Regions from separate parts of the Xenopus laevis genome. Here region 2 is linked to region 1. Evidence: chromatin contacts called from public Hi-C data. All regions are on one chromosome and are shown on one strand. The core of a region is the stretch at or near the end of the contact, and the rest is flanking DNA. Distances in the headings are between cores, read along the strand shown.

Evidence for each region. Hi-C and Micro-C count contacts between places; a contact is called where the count stands out from the background.
Region 2: a contact with region 1 is called in a Hi-C map of the XL177 cell line, with 2.7 times the contacts expected there.

The regions. Positions count from the first base shown.
Region 1 is chr2L:93,861,863-93,864,605 of Xenopus_laevis_v10.1, reverse strand. It overlaps s100pbp.L (S100P-binding protein), which reads left to right and starts at 1,415. Exons shown (of 6, transcript XM_018245359.2): 1 at 1,415-1,542. The coding sequence starts at 1,533. The region is part of intron 1 of yars1.L (tyrosine--tRNA ligase, cytoplasmic); the gene reads right to left.
Region 2 is chr2L:93,939,196-93,941,938 of Xenopus_laevis_v10.1, reverse strand. No RefSeq gene overlaps it. Among protein-coding and RNA genes, the nearest start is that of sync.L, 11 kb to the left of the region's middle.

The DNA of each region.
Region 1 (2,743 bases), core at 166-2,665:
AGGTATCAAGATAAATCATCCCAAATTTGAAAGCCTGGAGACAGCTGAACAGTTTTATGTCCAATATGTATAGGTTTACCTAAGCCGGTGGCATATAGTGCCCCAAAATGAAGAACGCGCATATAGTCTGTCATTTCAGGTACTGCAAAATCAACACATTTACATAATTTTGGGGTGGTCAAAGGTAGAAAAAAGTAAGTCACCCCAGAAAACCATATATTTTCGTAAACTACACATTCCCCTGAATCCAAATTGGGTTTACATGTCTTTCTACTCCAAAGCACCAAGCCTCAAACCCTTCCTAAATTTGGTGATTTTGATGGCATTTCCAAAAATCACCTTAAAACGTCCACTCTGCAACATCTTATTTCCCACATACTATTTGGTATCAAGATAAGTCACCCCTGATTTGAAAGCCTGGGGTCCACTGAACAGTTTAATACTGAATATACATAGGTATATAGAAGTTCATGGCATGTAAAAACTTCAGAATCGACCTTGTGCATACTTATTTGATGGCTTACATTTACACTAAGTTATAAACACTGCCAGTTTTATGTAGGATAAATGGTACAAAAAATTATGGTGACCCCTGAAAACCATGTATGTTTTCAATCAATTATGTCTTTCTACTCCAGACAAGCATACTGCAAAGCTACGCTAAAGGCATCGTTTTTTTATGACATTTCTGAAAATCGCCTAAAAATATTGCAATTGGCTGCTTTTATCTCACCGAATTTCTAACATACAATTGTAAAACACCCTAAATATTGATGCCACGGGTCTACTGAACAGTTTGATGCCCAATATGCATAGATATACCAAAGCAGCTGGCATGTGCAGACCCCAAATAAAAATAGTGCATATGAATTTTGTCGGCTGTCTTTTCGCCTTCTGTGAATAAAGCTCCCTGACTTGGTATTATGTGCCACAAGGCCGTCTTAACAGCACAAAGACCACCCAAAACCATATATTTTTGTAAAGTACACATACAAAATTGCAAAAAATGTATTTCTATTCCAAACGATCATACTGCAAAGCTACGCTAAATAAAACATGGAGAACAACAAAGCAAGCATAAAACCACAGTAAAAGCACAAAAATAAAAAAAATCAGGAAAATCAATGAAATAACAAAAAAAGAAAACTGATCCGACAGTGTGGAAAACTACAACAAAAAATAAAGCCCGACAAGAAAAAGAATAAAGCTTGAAAAGAAAAAGAATATAGCTAACTTTAGTAAATGTATATTGTGTATCTGTACATGCATGTATGTATGTAAATCTGTGTATAAGTGTAAAAAAAAAAAAAAAGGCTACTTACAGTTCAGCAGGGCCCTGGACAGCCAAGGGGTGGTCCTAAAGCAGAGTCCACAGAGCAGGAAGTCGCAGGCTGGCTGGAACAGGCAGAGAGGAGACACAGACGATGTGCAGACACAGATGCGTCGCAGGACTCATGTTGCCTCCCCCTTTGCTCATTGCCTAGGGGGTTGGGAGAGCACCGCAGCCCTCTGCAGAAGCGCAAGCTCCGCTAATGCAGAATGGTGAGCAAGGATACCTTTAAGGGCCCAATAACTCTGGCTAGGTCTAGCTATGTAGAGCTTTTAACAGTGCTAATAAGCATACCAGTGTGTTTTTTAACCTTTCAAATGTTGCAGAATCTATGTTCTATGTATAAAAGTACAGAGAACGTAGATTCTACTGCAGCACTTCCGGGTCTGTGAGTGGAGAAGCTGCTTTTAAAGCCGCTTGCTGTGACCAACTAGTTCCCCTGCCCCATGGCAATGAGCTGAGCAGGGGACTGTGTGCCCCCTGAGGCGCAATAACACAGGGGCCCCTAGGCTGTAGCAGGCACGTGACATCTAAGTGTCTGCTGAGGCCTCTTCTTCCTGGACCTCCAACCCACTGTTTTTTTTTTTGCCTGAAAAAAATGTTTTATTGCCATTTCAAATAGTGTATTTGCTAACCGCACTACACTTTTGGTGATTTTGGTGCATTTTTAGCCATTTTATTGCATTTTCAGCTCTGCATATGTGCTGTTCACTTGTTTCTGACTGTAAAAATTATTTGGCCAAGCCAAAATACAACTGTGATTCTGACTGCTGATTACTTTAGGCAAGAAAAAAAAAGCATTGGTTTTAGTGGTTTTATTGCATTCCACCTTCTTTTTTTGTTACTTGTTTTTTCCCATGGAAATTTTGTCTGCAATATATCCATTTACAGTCTCTGTGTGCCACATAGTTTTGTAAATCTATGGATATTGGACATGCAAGTGTTCAGTAGACCCAGAGTGTGCTTATTTAAGATGTTTAATATTGGTACGTTATGAAATCTGGGGTATATAATGGGGTAAAATGCAAGCTTTGTGACAATTTTCAGAAATTTCTTAAAAACCCCTAGACTTGGAAGAGGTTAGTAAGGTTGGTAGAAAGGTGTATTTACCCATTTTGGAATAGTCTGAATATGTACCCTTTCTAGGGTTGACTTACTAATTTGCCACTTTTCTAGCCCAGATGCTTTAGTAATCCTATGAACAATGGGCATCAAACTGTTCAGTATACCCCTGGCATTCATATTTAGGATGTTTTTTCTTGGTACCTAATGATACGTGGGAGTTATAGGGTTGCCACCCTGCCGGTAAAATACCTGCCATGGCCATGGCCGGTATTACAAATTTACTGGCAATGTAGCTGACGGTAAATTTGTACTACGCTTAAAAAGAGCCCTCGGCCTGCCCCAAATCCC
Region 2 (2,743 bases), core at 164-2,663, 77 kb before region 1:
GAAACGTCGGATGAGATGTGTGAATAAACCAACACTTGTTTTCACCTGAAATTATACAGAGTGTGCTGACTCTCCTTTCAATATATATATATATATATATATATATATATATATATATATATATATATATATATATATATATATATATATATATATATATATATATATATATACATATACAGCACTTTATTTAACAAATTGAGGTTTCGACCAAACATGGATTTGTTAAATAAAGTGCCAAATCACTTGTCATGCAATTATATCTTGGAAAACATATATATATATATATATATATATATATATATATATATATATATATATATATATATCAGTCCGAAAGGTGCACTCCGTTTCCTGTGTAACTTGCCCGGGTACCAGCAATGGTGTAGCTGTATATATGCAGGGAATAGCGACACTCACAGGACTTTTCTTAGTGCGAAAACAAATGATTCTTTATTGAAGACTCAACGTTTCGATCCCAAACCGGGATCTTCGTCAGGAGAACTCAGAACTCCTGACGAAGATCCCGGTTTGGGATCAAAAGGTTGAGTCTTCAATAAAGAATCATTTGTTTTCACACTAAGAAAAGTCCTGTGAGTGTCGCTATTTCCTGCATATATACAGTATATATACAGTATATATATATATATATATATATATTTATATATATATATATATATATATATATATATATATATATAGATGAAGGATCAGCACTCACTGTATATTGTGAAGAAAGGTGTTTATTTCAGTTAATTCATCTTTATCTGACGTTTCGTTCCCACATGGGGACCTTTCTCAAGTGGGACCGAAACGTTGGATAAAGATGTACTTTGCATGAAATAAACACCTTTCTTCACAATATAACAGTGAGTGCTGATCCTTCATCTATATATATCAATACTATTGATCATGCACCACTGGCTCCATTGGTCTGGTCTGAGTGCGGGCACTGTGGGACATTATATATATATATATTTAATGTCCCACAGTACACTGAGGATGGCTAAAGTTTGGTAGCCGAAACGTTGAGGAATAAACTACAGCCCTTACGTTTTTTTTTCATGACAGTCCTGTGAGTACGGTTACTTTTTATACAGTATTTGTACGTTTTTACCGGCACCCAGGCATTTAAATGCTTTTTGTGGAGTGCACTAGCTGGACTTCTATATATATATATATATATATATATATATATATATATATATATATATATATATATATATATATATATATATATATATATATATATATACATACTATAACCAGTATATAACATTACCAACAAACATATAGGCTAATATATAGACAAATTTGCTTGGAACATCTGGCGTAGCCTACACCTCTTAGATCCCACTAGAGGGTGCTCTTACGTAGTTTTTTTTTCCCCCACAGTTTGACTTGGCACAGATAACGGGGCCGCTCCCAAACCATAGGATTTCATCACAGCCTGGTACCTGCCTGTGGGTGTGGTGGGAGCACTAAGCTACCCAGAACTGGTTCTGCGTAGTCTCACTGTGTATTATAAAAAAAAGGGGGGGAGGAGTGGCCAACAAGGCAAAACAGAAACTAACCCCACCCATAACAACTAAATATGCACTAGGCGATTAAACACATCACTGTAATTATGGTTTATTTTTTCTGAGCCAAATTCTGGTCTCCCTGTTTCTATCCCATCTTTCTTTGCTATTTATAACATTGCTATAAAGTATTATTGTTCATATTCGTCCATGTAAATTACAAACCACAAGGTAAATCCTTGCTGATTATATTATTCTTCATATGGATTTATTAAAGGAACAGTTCAGTGTGAAAATAAAAACTGTGTAAATAGATAGGCTGTGCAAAATAAAAAATGTTTCTAATATAGTTAGTTAGCCAAATATGTAATGTATAAAGGCTGGAGTGAACAGATGTCTAATAAAACAGCCAGAACACTACTTCCTGCTTTTCAGCTCTATAACTCTGAGTTAGTCAGTGACTTGAAGGGGGGCCAAATGGTACATTTCTGTTCAGTGAGTTTGTAATTGATCCTCAGCATTCAGTTCAGATTCAAAAGCAACAGGTATGACCCATGTGCCCCCCCCCCTCAAGTTTCTGATTGGTTACTGCCTCGTAGCCAGGGTAACCAGTCAGTGTAAACCAAGAGAGCTGAAAAGTAGGAAGTAGTGTTCAGACTGATATGTTATACATCAAATCACTCCAGCCTTTATACATTACATATTTGGCTAACTAACTATATTAGAAACATTATTTATTTTGCACAGCCTATCTATTTACCCAGTTTTTATTTTTACACTGTACAATTCCTTTAAGCAGTAGTGACTCAGAATAGCCAACCATTTATCTGACTGCTCTGCAAAGCTTAGGGGCCCATTTACTAAGGGTCGAAGTGAATTTTCGAATACAAAAACTTCGAATTTCAAAGTAATTTTTGGGTACTTCGACCATCGAATAGGCCAAAATTTGATACAAATTGAAAAAACTTCGACTTCGACACTTCGCCACCTTAAACCTGCCGAATTGCTGTTTAGCCTATAGCGGACCTCCTATAACCTTTGGCTAAGTTTTGAGTAGACAATGTATTTTTTTTGTAAAATCGTTGGAATCGTTCGATTCGAACTATTTAATCAATCAAAAGATTTTTACTTAGATCGAAAACATCGAAAATACTTCGACTATCGAAGTATCAAATTCGATGGTCGAATTTTAAAGTTTTTTAACTTTGAAATTCGACCCTTAG